Regions from separate parts of the Mus musculus genome. Here region 2 is linked to region 1. The links are chromatin contacts, called in public promoter capture Hi-C maps. All regions are on one chromosome and are shown on one strand. Each heading gives the region's core, a stretch centred on a gene start, on an enhancer-like site or on the middle of the called end of the contact. The rest is flanking DNA. Distances are from core to core; before and after follow the strand shown. Region 1 holds the start of Trcg1 (taste receptor cell gene 1). Region 2 holds the start of Ulk3 (unc-51-like kinase 3).

What was found. Capture Hi-C pulls out chosen DNA fragments and counts their contacts.
Region 2: a promoter capture Hi-C map of adipose tissue shows a contact between it and region 1. The contact joins the promoter of Ulk3 here to the promoter of Trcg1 in region 1. A contact is called at or near these places in 2 of 39 promoter capture datasets (embryonic stem cells and hippocampal neurons), 1 of 484 Hi-C or Micro-C datasets (Sertoli cells), 1 of 115 datasets of contacts at active chromatin or transcription factors (large pre-B cells) and 1 of 9 other capture datasets (adipose tissue).

Annotation. Positions count from the first base shown.
Region 1 is chr9:57,233,571-57,240,132 of GRCm38.p6, reverse strand. It overlaps Trcg1 (taste receptor cell gene 1), which reads right to left and starts at 3,577. Exons shown (of 13, transcript NM_001014398.2): 1 at 3,509-3,577.
Region 2 is chr9:57,587,164-57,594,061 of GRCm38.p6, reverse strand. Ulk3 (unc-51-like kinase 3) reads right to left here and starts at 4,610. Exons shown (of 16, transcript NM_027895.1): 1 at 4,376-4,610; 2 at 3,598-3,738; 3 at 3,281-3,401; 4 at 2,744-2,848; 5 at 1,925-2,068; 6 at 1,649-1,731; 7 at 1,088-1,243; 8 at 795-900; 9 at 564-604; 10 at 209-311; 11 at 16-80. The coding sequence starts at 4,477. It overlaps Scamp2 (secretory carrier membrane protein 2), which reads right to left. Exons shown (of 9, transcript NM_022813.3): 8 at 6,862-6,898; 9 at 5,264-6,640. The coding sequence ends at 6,506.

The DNA.
Region 1 (6,562 bases), core at 2,328-4,827:
TAGCCACCAAGTGGCCTCCTGAAAAGCCCTTGTCTTGTGGAGCTGCAGATTCAAATGGGAACAGATATACCTTTCCCACAGCCTCAACTTTTATTATGGTTAATTTTTTTTTTTTTTTTTTTGGAATAGTTAAATGTCCTTGGGCAGGGAGAGTTAATGCCCTGGGTGAGTTAAGTCATGAGGAGATGTGCTGTTGACAGGGGTGTGGCTATATGAAGGATGCGAAAGCATCAGCCCGTGGGAAATGGCAAAACCTTCCCTGGGCTAGGCTCCCCTGCAGACTGCTTCTAATGGGATTGGTTAAACCTGCATCCTTGAAGCTGTAAGCAATAACCCCACTCACCTCCCTGTTCAACTCTATATAATAAACATGCTGCGCTTCCAGGATACTTTGGCTTCTTTAGTAGAGAGCCCAGTCCACCTGGTCTCCTTTTTTCTGTGCATGTGGCCGTGTGTCTGTGTATGTGGTCGTGTTTCTTTATTCTCCAGTCAGGTCAATTCCTGGAGCTGTGGTGGATAAAGTGCCATGTTCTTTCCTGTCCTTAGGTAAGTGCTAGTGGTATTTTGGGGGTGGGGACAGCAGTAGTCAGAAGTGAGTTACAAGTTGCTAACCGTGCTGTGGGATCTGAGCATGGCCCACCCTGCCCCTCCCCCAGCTTTGTTCCAGCGCAGTCGCTGCTTCCATTCCATTAGACAGGGAAGGACTGGGTTAGGCAGATCATGATAGGCAGCTTCCGTCATGCCAGCAGCCCTTTCTAGAGATCTGGTCAGAACCTGGCACCAACTATGTGGGGGAGGCAAGGGCTTTGGGTAGAAGGGTCTTTCCCAGACCCCCTCTAGCTGCATTTCTGTGCCATGCCCTGGGTTGGGTAGTTTTGTCAACTCGGCATAAGCTAGAGGCATCTAAGAAGGAGTCTCAACTGGAAAATACCTCCATGATATTGATCTGTGGGCAAGTCTGTGGGAGGCATTCTCTTGATTAACGATCGGTGTGGGTGGTGCTACCCCTGGCCAGGTGGTCCTGGGGTGTATGACAAAGCAGAGTGAGCAAAGTGGGGAGAATAAGCCAGTGCGTCGCCCTCCTCCACGGACTCTACCTCTGTTCTTGCCTCCATGTTCCCACCCTGAATTCTGCCTTCGTTTTGCCTGATGGAATGTAACCCTTAAGTTAAATAAGCCCTTTTCTCCCTAAATTGTTTTTGGTTATAGTCTTTACCACAGCAATAGAAATCTAAGGATTGCTCTCTCACACTGTAGGAGACCAGCAGTGTGAGAACCTCTTAGCACCCCTGGTCTCAGCCCTCTCTCTAGGTTTGCAGCCTTTTCCCCTAAGAGGTCCTGGCCTTCTCTGGACCAGCAGCCCTGTTCCCAGGGTCAACGTTAGTCTTTGTCAGCGAGGCTTGACGGGGAGAAAATAACTAGAATCCCAAAAGAGGGAATCCTCCAAAGCAACTGGGCCTGGGACATCCCAGCCGGGATCCTACCACCCCCAGCCCCTTCTACTTGGGCATACCCCTTCCCACCTGGAGGTGTTTGTCTGTCTGCTTATTTATCTGTTTAGCTCAACTGACTAAGGACTTTGGCATGTTGCCCTATGGTGCTACCTTTTATATCCCCAGCCCTTTAGCTTTTTCTTTTCTTGTTTTAAATCTTGAGACATGGTCTCACTAAGTAGCCTGGGTTGGCCTTGACTCACTCGAAGCTTAGACTGTTCTTAAATCTGCAAGCTTCCTGTTTCAGCCTCCCTCTTGGATTAGAGCCATAGATCAGTAAGCACAGCTACTAGAAATATTTCCTAAGACAAAAAAACTATCATTTATGACACAGTTCTACCCCAGGCCACAGATCCACAATCCTACAGGCCTTCCCACTCAACCCGCTCCCTTGGCTTCTTTGTTGCTTGCTATCTGTAGCCCTATACTCTGCTGGTCCCAGGAAGCCACTGCCTGTTCCTTGCCCTCCTTGGAGGTGCTATGGGACAGCTGTCTCCCAGGGAGAGAAGAGAGCTTTGGCTTCTGACAACTCCCACCCGCAATCCTGAATTCACGATCACTCCTCTCCTTGAAGCTGCTCTTCCCAGTCCTCCTCACCTGTCCCCAAGCCTGTACACACCCCTCTTCCTTAACTCTTCCCTCAGTTGTGTCCCCTGGATACCCAGGTCTGACCTGGTACCCCTGGTGCTGCCAAGAAGCCTCTGCCCTCTAGGAGGAGGATGGAGATTGGCTCTAACACTTTGTGCCACTCTTGCCAGGTGGGCGGGGCTACTGCTTTCCAGACAGCCTCAGGCTGAGGAAAATCCTGTCTGTTATGGCTCTAGTCTTCTTCTTTTTCTTCTTCTTCTTCTTTTCTTTTTTGCTTTTTCGAGACAGGGTTTCTCTGTATAGCCCTGGCTGTTCTGGAACTCACTCTGTAGACCAGGCTGGCCTCGAAATCAGAAATCCGCCTGCCTCTGCCTCCCGAGTGCTGGGATTAAAGGCATGTGCCACCACTGCCCGGCTAAATTTTTCTCTTTTTTCTTTATTTTTATTTTATTTTATTTTTGATGGCTCTATTCTAAAGAGTAAGCCTTGCTCATACTGCAAGACTCTGGGTTCCCATCTGCCCCTCTGACACCCTCCTGACCAGACTGAGCTCAAACTGTCAAACTGGAATTAGTTGAGACCACAGTGGGAAAAGCTGTAGCTGCCTAGGGAGCCAGGCATATGGTATACTTTCAACCTGGCACTTAGAAGTCAGAGGCAGGGGATCATCATGAGTTTGAGGGCAACCAGCTTGGTCTACATAGTGAGTCCCTGTCTAAAAAGAAATAAAGTAAGTAAATAAGAAAGTAAATAAATAGAGACCAAACCAGTCTGGACTTTCCTGGTTATGCAGGGTTGGAAACTTAGCTACTCAGAAGGCTAAGGCAGGAAAATGGTAAATTCAAGGCCTGCCTAGGCAACTTATCAAGATCTTGTCTCAAAAGTAAGTAAAACAGAGGCTAGTGTCACATTTCAGTGGTGGAGTACTCTCCTGGAGTTACTTTGCAAAGACTCTGGGTTCAAGTCCCAGTGGGAAGAGAATGAAATCAGGATTTGGCATGTCTGAAAACTGAGAAATAATCTCTTGTCAGAATCAGTGTTAAGGCTATGGCAAGTGTCTAGGATCACTGTGGATGAGGGCGAGGCTCTTCTAGCTCTCCCTGGCCAGATGCAATCCCACCTGCACTTGGAGTAAGTTGAATGGAATCTGGCCTCACACCAATGTCACAAAATGTCAGCAAAGTAAGGACGAGATTCCTAAGTGCTAGTCTGTCCCAAGGTCCAGCCACAGGGCTTGATAATATTTTTCATGTGGGTCAATTTCAATCCTCTAGTAAGGACTCTCTAGTAGGTTCTCTTCTTCTTAAAGCCCCATGATACGGACACCTACACCTCAGCCCTGTCACTCTCAGTCCCTAACAGCCAAGTGCTGGGGAGCCCTCTTACCCTGGTAACTAAGTCATGGATTCCCACAGGTTGTATCCTACCTTGTACTCTCTGCAGTAGATGTTGTGCACGGTCTTCTTGTGTCCTGGCTCAGAGAGAATGTGTACATGCTCCAAGGGTCTTGAGGGGTTAGTAGGTATGGTGGAACACACGGGGATGGGTTCTGAACCAGGTAGACATTTGCCTAGACACACAGGCAGCTGGGCCAGCAGATGCTCATCTTTGCTTACATATCTTCTAATAGGAACCTTCCTAGTTTCAGAGATGGGGCACCAAGGCCCCATCCTCTTCCTGGTACCCTCTTCCTGTTTGAGAAAGAGTGTCATGGAGTCTTTCACTATTCATGAGACCTTAGTCCCTGGATGTCATCTTGGTCATCAGAGAGGGCACTATGAGGCTCAGCCCAACAAGGACAAGACAAGACTGGAGATTTCTGTAAAGACTAGGTAGGAAAGAGTGGGGTGTCTAGGACTCCACCCAGTTCCTTTCCAATTTAGAATTCTTTTTTTTTTTTTTTGAGACAGGGTTTCTCTGTATAGTTCCTGGCTGTCCTGGAACTCATTTTGTAGACCAGGCTGGCCTCGAACTCAGAAATCCGCTTGCCTCTGCCTCCTGAGTGCTGGGATTAAAGGTGTGCGCCATCACGCCCAGGTCAGAATTCTTCATGTGGTACTAGAGGTCTCAGTACTGGGTCAATCCCAGGCCAAAACCAGCCTAACTTCTCTCACATGCCCTGGCTATGTTCTTGCTACAGAGAGACATATGAGAGAGACTGTCTAACCACTGTGCTTCCAGGACAAGAGTTCCAGGCAGGAAGAACAGCCAGAATGGGTCCCACAGCTAAAGGTGTGAATTGGGTCAGTGTGTGTGTGTGTGTGTGTGTGTGTGTGTGTGTGTGTGTATGTATGTATGTATGTGTGCACGCACACGAGCACACACTTGCACATGCACATACTTACTACGGAGGTATATACAAATGAGGGAAGTCACAATCCCGGGATTCCCCAATCTTTGATTCTCTGCTGATCTCAAGGTTCAAGCCGTGGATCCTTCAGGGTCTAGGAAAGGTCTTGGTTAACATTCTGCCAGCTTCTTCTCATCTAGTTCTGGTTCATCATTCCATCTTCTAAGCTGGTGGTGAGAGCTAGAAGCATTCTGTGAACCCTGCCAGAAGCTAGGTCAAGTGGCTAGTTCTACTGAACCAGGCAGTCTGATTGGCTATTATCAAGATTTCCTGGCCCATCTTTAGCCTCATAGGATACTGCTGCTCATTCTGAGGAATAACGATGCCCTGCTGGGACGCCAACCCAAGACTCAAATCTTACCTCCAAAGGGGCTTCTGCTTCCTCTTCCTGCTCTTTTCTTCCAGGCTGGCCCCTGGCCTGACAATGTCCTCTTACTGCTTATTTGTGTGATGGTAGAAGAGAATTAAACCATTGAGCTGGACAAGATGGTGCATACCCACAGTCTCAGCAGCTGGGAGGTGGAGACAGGAGAATCAGGAATTCAATGACTGCCCCAGCCACAAAGGAATTTCAATCTACCTGAGACCCTATCTCAAAATTACAGTTTGTTTTTGTTGGGTTAGTTCTCCTGTGGTCCAGACTGACCTTGAACTCAATATGTTGCTAAGGATAGCCTTGTACTCCTGATCTTCTTGACTATGTCTCTCAGGTTCCGGGATTTCAGGTATGAGATGTCACACCTAGGTTACTTTCTTATTTTTTTTTTTAAAGAGATTTATTTATTTAATGTGAGTACACTGTTGCTACCTTCAGACCCACCAGAAGAGGGCATTGCATCCCATTACAGATGGTTGTGAGCTACCATGTGGTTGCTGGGAATTGAACTCAGGACCACTGGAAGAGCAATCAGTGCTCTGAACAGCTGAGCCATCTCTCCAGCCCACTTTCTTATTTTTGAAACATGTTCTTCCTGAGTTGCCTAGGTTGGCCTTGAACTCACTCTATATCCCAGGCTGGATCTGAACTTTCAGTCTCTTCCACGTCACCTTCCTGTGTAGCGGGGATCACAGGCCGGGCTAGTTGTGCTTGAGAGGTTTTGCTTTGTTTTGAGGCAGGGTTTCACGTATCCAACATTAATCTCAGACTCGCTGTGACCGGGAATAACCTCAGTATAGAAGCCCCAACAAGCAAGTACTGGGACTATAAACTTCTACCACTCTCCCTGGCCTTGATTTTTGAGTTTTGCTAAGACTCCAAGGAGTCTTTAATAATTTCCTTCTGCTAAGCACAGATATTCATGAACAGGTACTTAGAAACTGCTTGTGCTAAACAACACCTCATGGTATCAACACCTCGTGGGCCTGCATGTGGCAATAAGCAAGACAGAACCTAGGACCTCTGCCTTTGTTTTATACAAGTCCTTTACTTTGGGTCGTTTGCTTGCCTGTGCGTATAGACATGTTAATCACTCAGTGATGTCTGTCTGAAAATGTGTGATACCTAACCTGTCTCCCTCTACTTCAAGGCTAAAGGCAGAGCAAGATAAGGAACTGAGGCATCTTACTGTCAGCTTTTACAGTGTCTTGCTCCAGACTCCTAACATCCACACAAAGCTGTCTGGTCATTCATTGTCCTAAGCTTGCAGTTGCCTTGGATTTCAAAACACTGAAGCTTGAAAGAGTGCTGGACTTACAGGCATTGAGTCACCATACCAGGCGGAAATGAATAATCGTCTCATGGGAACCAAATTACCCTCTTCACATGACAGCAGTGCTAACTTCTTCAAACTACCCTAGAGAAGCAGATCTGAGGTAGTGGTCAACCGTCAGGCACATTGGCCAAGACTCTTCCCACTTCCTGCCATAGTTTTCAAATGGTGGCACAGGCCTGTGATCCCAGCAGTTGGGAGAAAGAGGCTAAAGGAAAGTTGTAGATTCAAGGCCAGCCTACTCTACATAGGAGGTTCCACACACTACACAGCAAGAGCTTGTTTCAACAAAACAAAACAGGCTTACATGTTGGTACCTCAGAGACAGACCTGGAGGGATGGAGATGTCAGTCAGTTCATAGTATGCTTGCCCCTCATGCTCAAGACCTGGTTCAATGCCCAGGGTAGCATTAACTGGGCAT
Region 2 (6,898 bases), core at 3,361-5,860, 350 kb before region 1:
CATTGAGCAACGAACCTTGGCCAGGGCAGCTGAGGCCACTTCCAGGGCAGCCAGGAGGCGTGGTTTGTCACGGGCCATCTCTGATGTGAGAGTAAAGGCTCATGGTGAGGGAGCAGCCTGTTGTTTTCGCATAGGAAGGCCCTGTCAGTCCCTGCTGTGATGGAGTGGGTTGGCCAGGACTTGTGCACAGACAGGGACAGAAGCCTACCTCGAAGCAGCTCTTGGACAGTTGTGCCCTGTCTTAGCAGGGCCTGATTGGAGGAGGAGACAATGGCTTTGAGCTCCTCTGCCCGGGACACATACTGTCCCACCTGTAAGAGAATGTGGGGCTGAGGGCTATCCCCCTATCCTGCACCCACCTCCAAGTTTGCCTCTAGTCCTTAGTGACTGCCTCACGCTAACCATGGCAGCCACCCAACAAGCTAGCCTGGCCCACCCACTTCCCCTAGCTCTATCTCGTGGGAGAGGTTTCAAATCTAAGAATGTCATTTGCCAGAGGCTCTGGCATCATCTCTGGTCTCTCCTTTCATGTCCACCCATTTTCTCCTGGGGAGTTCACCCACCTTCGCCTTAATTGCCTCCTTCCTCTGGGCATCCACTTCGTCTGCAGAAGGTGAAGGGTTCATATGAGGATGCTGTCCTGAAAGCCTACCCCACAGTAAGCCCTTTGCAATCTTCAGATACTCAGTTCCACGTTGATCTTCTGCACCATCTCCCCTAAGCTCTGAATGGGGAGCCTGACCCAACTCCTGCCCCCCTCTGCACACAGGTTATAGGAATGGCCTGGTTCTCACAGTGTAGCGCAGGTACAAAGAAGTCCAGAGCCTTGCAGTAGAGCGACAGGGCAGCGGCAGCATCCCCCTCCTGGTCCTTCTTCACAGCCTCCACCACAAGGGCCCTCTGGGGGGGAAATTGGAGGATCAGCAATCAGACCTACCTTCCTAATGCCACAGCAAGTAGCATCAGTCAGCAATCCCACCCCTGTGCCCTGTGGCAACCTGCTCTACTTCTGTGAGCCGATCACCTATTCACCACCAAGAGCAGGCAAATGAGACCCAGCCCACCCTATCCCCATCAGTCTGCTTACTGCCTGTGCCAGGCTCTCCCCACTGGGCATGTGCTCCAGGTCCACCCAGGGATGGGCAAAGAAGTCCTTGAAGGAGATTCGACGGGCGGGGTCCCGCTCTAGAAGTCGCTGCAACAGGTCCCGGCAGTCTAGGGAGAGTTGGGGCCGAAGAGGGAGCTACAGAGGCATAGAGCAGAGACACATCACAGAAGGCTCCAACATCTGAGCCCAAAGCCCAAGGCCTGTTAGGAACCCCCATAAGGGTACGTGTTTGCTGTGGGTAATCTGAGTGGATCATGGCAAGTCCCGGTGATGTGCAGGAAGAGAGCCAAGCATCCTTTATCAGTCTCCTATCAAATGGGTATTTGCCTCCAGCCCCGGACTATGGGAAGATTGGGCCTGGTCATTTGTTGCCTGTCGTGGCTGATATGGATCCTCAGGAACGGACCAGACTCTAGGCTTCCACCACAGAACATGCCCCACTGCCATGAAAGGCCCAGAGCCTGCACTGCAGTGCTGAACAAACTTCTGGGCCTTGAGTCCCTCAATCCCCGGTGGATGCCTAGACCCTGCCAGACGCACCTCAATCACCCGATTGCTGCGAATCTTTTCTTCTAGCTCTGAGAACGATCTGGAGGCAAAGGGGGGCTGCCCAAAGAGGGCTTCTGTGGAAGAAGGCAGAGGAGGGGCCGGAAGGGAACAGGGTTAAGTCTGGCCTAGCTCGTCCACAGAACGGGGACCAAAAATCCCTCAGAGTAGAGCCCTTAATTCTCATCTGAACCCAGGAGAGGCCCAGAAAAGCCTGGCCCAAATACAGAGTAACTCTCAGGGTGGACAACAAGGGAAGAGAAGTCTCACCGTACAGGATCACCCCCACAGACCAGAGGTCCACACGCGCATCATACTGCCGCCGACACACCATCTCAGGAGCCATATAGAGCGGGGAGCCACGGAGCACGTGTTTTTCGTCCCACGGGGACATGTGCTGGGCAAAGCCAAAGTCTGCAGGCAAGAGGGCAGGCCCAGGGTTCAAATCCCAGCTGCTCCTATGAGGCCAGTCAGGGCTCCTCCCCACCCTAGACTCACCTGTACTACTCCCGCCTCCTCCCCTGTGCAATACTCCTATATCCCTGGGGGGGGGGGGGCGGCTCGGGGAAACCCTCTGCATGGCACATGGCCTCTTAAGCACCTTTTCCTTAAACCTATCTCAAATACAATTCCACAGAAAGCCCCATCCCAGCCCCAGAACTAAGTTACGTCATGATCACTGGCCTCCAAACTCAAGCCCATTCTTTATATCTTACCAGAACCACAAACACCTGTCCACTGTTAAGTGTTCTCCTCAGCCGTCCAGACTGAGCCCTAACCCTAAGAACAGAGCTCACAGACTGATCCTGGATGCTGGTCACACATTGGCACTAGTTCCAGACTGAACCCCAACTCTAATTCAGACTTGATCCCTAGCTCCACCCACCACCCTGCAGGACAGAAAGTGTGGGCAGCCTGGGAATGGGTGCTACCTTTTGGCGCCGGGCTCAGCTCTACACCTCCTGATCTGTCACTAATGACTTAACAGAGCGACCCCTGGGAACCAGGCCGCTGAGGAAGCAGCACAGCCAGGAGCTCACTGTTCACCCACTCTAAATGAACTGCCACCCTGCTGTTCCAGACGCAGACCTGCCAGTTTCAGGTGGGGCTTCTCCAAAGAGCTCAGCAGGATGTTCTGCGGTTTCAGATCCAAGTGAGAGATGTTTCGTTCATGCAGGAACTGCAGGGCACTAGCTGAGGAGTCAGCCACCAGAAAATAAGTCAGAGCCTCTTTCCCACCTGCCTCTCCCCTCCCCAGGCCTCCACCTATCCCCGTACAGCTCTATTACTGCAGCGCTGTTCTGGCTGAGCTACAGAATATATAGAAGCAACAGACTCTGGCTACTTCTAAGAGTTCCCAAGTGCCTGTTCTCTGTACCCTTCATAAAACCACCCTCCCTTCAAGGAGCCTCCAGAAAAGCCCCAGCCCTTAAGGACGTTGCATTCTCCCTCACTAAAGCACTTGGGTTCCACCTACTGGGCCCTGGAAGATGCCACAAGGTTCTTACATCATGTTCTCCATGTGGAAGCCTGAATTCCCTACAGATGCTAGGGACACAACATGGCAGACTGCAAAGCATTGGGATAGGGGAGAAGAAGCCACGGGGTGTGTCACAAGCTTTTTACCCAACTGCTGCATGAAAACACGGGCCACCTTCTCAGGCAGGATCCTGCGGGTATGAATGAAGCGAGACAGGTCACCCCCTGCACAGAACTCCATGATGAGGTAGATATTGTCATTGTCCCACTGTGGTTGCAAGTAAAGAGAGAGAGCGTGAGTTCCAGGACAGCCAGGGCTATACAGAGAAACCCTGTCTTGAACCCCCCCCAAAAAAAGGGAGCGAGAGAGAGAGAGAGAGAGAGAGAGAGAGAGAGAGAGAGACAGCTTTAGGCGCTGTCCCTTCTCCAGCCGCCTTTGGAGGCACCCCTTCCTGGGCTCAGACCTGGAAGTCTTTCAGCTGCACGATATGGGGGTGCCGAATGCCCTTGAGGATCTCAATCTCAGTCAGGAGGTTTTCCACTGACGCCTTGTTGAGACTCTTCTTGGCCACGCATTTTATGGCTACCACTTCCCGAGTATCCTTCTGTGGTACAGAAAATTTGGGGTGTCTGTTTTGAAGGGGCCGACCCCATGGGCTGGAGTGGGCTCTGAGTCTGCAAACTTTCCCCTGTTTGGAGTCTGTCCACTCTCCATGGACCTCCAAGTTTCCCAGCTTCCACGTCTCAAATCAACGAGGCATCCGGATTCGGGAATCCCACCCCAGCAAGTGTTCTCCAACGCCGTGCTTCTAACCCACCGCATCACTTTCTAGAGGGGGGGCGGGGAGGGTTAGGGGGCGGGGGATGTCACTATTTAAAGAGCTATCCACTCTGCATTCTAACTGGTGCTGCCTCCTGGGAGTCTGACCCCAGACTCCTCCCAGCCCCTAAGGCAACTTCCGTGCAGAGCCGGTTCTTCAGCCACTGACACAGAGATTCCCTTAGGTCATCGCCCGCACCTCCAGACCAAACTGGCGTGGCTGTTTTTAAAACCTAAAAGGGGCGGTTAGCTCCAGCCTCCTCTACCAGCTTGGGCAGCCACTGTGGCCTTACTGCTCTCAAGGCGGTCGCCTTTCCTGCTCAGCTTGGCCCGTGACCCAGCCGGGCTTGCAGGGAGTTGGCTGGCACGGGAGTCGGGTGCCCGGCGCCGGGACACCTCCGGCACGACCCGCCCACACCCACCTTGGCGTAGGCCTTGTACACCGTGGCGTACGTGCCACTGCCCAGGCGCTCGGTAAGGATGAAACCGTCCAGCCGAGGGAGACCCCAGCTGGGCCCAGCCATCCCGCGCCCGCCGCCAGGTGCTTCCTGGTTCGGGGTGCAGGTTCCGGCCAGCAGAGAAGCTGGGGGCGCTCGAGGGGCGGCGAGGCGGGACTCCGCAGGGCCCCGGCGCTGCCCGCCGGAAGCGCGGCTCGACACCTCCCCTCCGAGGCTCCTCCCCGCCGGCAGCGGGCTGGGTGACACCCTCTGCCAAGGATTGCCAGGCAGGTTTCAGACACTGAGGCTTTAGTGGGTGTAGAGTTGTGTCGAGGACTGCGGACACGATCACATGGGAATGGCATCCTAGAGACCACCTACGTAGGGGGCGGGAGGAAGAGCCTGGCTCACTCCCTGCCCTTCAAGACCAGAAGCAGTGGATATGAAAATCCCAGGGCCCCACAGGGTGACGAGGGAGAACGGACTCCAGCAAGTTCTTCTCTGATCATCACACGTGCTCTGGCCCTTATTCATTCGTTTATTTGGTTTTGGAAGACAAGGTTTCTCTGAGTAGCCCTGGCTCTCCTGGAACTTACTTTGTAGAGCAGTCTGGCCTCGGAGTGCTGGGACTAACGGTATGTGCCACTATGCTTGGCGAAAAACAATTTAAATGCCTTTGGAAGAGACCAAGTTGCCATTGCCAGGGTCCTCGATTCTGCCTTTCAACTCTTTCCCTAGAGTTGAGTGGTCTGTCGTCCAGCACAGCTCAGCCACCAACAACCTTAACTGTCACCTCACCTATCTTAGTAGGCCCTTAGTCTGTACTTCAGTAGGCTATAGCCCTCCCAAGTCCACCATTGACATCAGGGCCAGTGCTGTCCGAAAATCTTTTTATTTAAGCACAAAAATTGAGACATGACATATACATCTGTACATGGAGGAAAATAATACCAGGAAGTTTACAAAACCCCGGTGGCTGACATTACCACTTGGTGGCTCTAGGGCTGACAGCATGAGGGTAGTCTCAGGAGGGCCCCAGTTCCCAGGGGCAGGAGACTGGCCAGCTTGGTGAGCTCTCGCAGTACTGACAAAACACAGGGTCCAGGTTTCCACAGCGGCTTCTTAGGTGCCACTGCAGTGACACACCCGTGGAGCCCCCAGGACAAGTAGAAAGGGACCTAGACTCCATTGTGGGAAGAACCCTCAGAAAGAAGGCTCGGCAGTCCTGCCTGCAGGACATAGTTCAGGACTGATTTCTTCCAAAAGACCCTAAGCGTTTTAAGAGGTGAGTATTGCTGAAGATAGGCAGGGGCCAAGCTAAGGCAGAGGGGCAGAGTCCCTTGGGAGGAGAGAAGCCAAAACAAGCAGACATCTACCCTCTCACAAGACTGGTAGAGGCTGGGCAGGACTTGACTTACTTGTCTTCGTCCCCTCCTCATCCCCCAAGTCTCAACCAACCCCACTTACTGTACATTCAGAAGTCTGAAGAGAGGCTAGGGAGGGCCCCCAGAGGGCACAAGGTGCTATCACACATGAGTCGTAGCAGGCACAGGGTCATGACTCGGTTGTGAAGAACACCAGGAGCTCACCGGAAGAGGACTTGGGAGACTTCTGTGCTCCCACCCAGAACACAGCTCACCTAGAGTAGAGCCACTGGGGGACTTAGGAAGCCCAAGCATGAAAGGCAAGGTTGTGGAGACCCAATACACATGGAGCCTGTAGAGGGAGGGAGTGAAGTACAGGGTGCCTGTGGAAAATCCCCAGTACAGTGAGCCCAGGTTGGCCCATGATCCCAAGCACATGAGTCCATTTGTTTTCAGGGAAAACAGTCCCATTGCTTCCAGACAAAATCAGACCAAGCCACCATTAGAAAAGGAAAGACAGCTTTGTTATTTTTTCTTTTCCCATGTGTTTTTTTTTTTTTTAAAGTCCTTGTCCCTTCCTCTCCTTCCCTCTTGTAGAGGAGAAAGCTGACTACTGAGGGAGGAGCAGGGACAAGACAAATCCCTGCCAGGTCTGTGCTGGTGTAGTCACTGCATAAGGCACCCGAGGAAAGTGCAGCTCAGAAGACAGTTGACAGAGAGGCCAGGGCTCAGGGAAGGAGAGTCGGGAAGCCTAATTCCCCTGAAAGGCTCCTCGGGCAGCAGATGAGGCAGCCCCGCGAAAGGTTCTGCTGCTGAAGATACCCTGGGAGAACTCTTCCTGGGCCTGCTGGAAGCTGGCTCCTGTTCGGCGGTAGAAGGCGTGTACCTAGGGAAGGAGGCTGGGGTGAGAAGAGCCCAGAGCAAACCTAGCCATCAGGGTATGGTGGCAGCCACTGGAGGGGTCAACCCTGCCTGGCTGCTTACCCATAGCCTTGGATGAGGTGCTGGGCCCCTGAGAGCTTCAGGAGCAAGGCATATTTAGATTTGTGCCTGCCCAGGAGAGATGGGCATTTTACTGGGGTTCGCTGTTGGCTCTGTCCTACTTACCCGCTGCAGGAGGAAGAGTGAAAGCCCAGCACAGAGG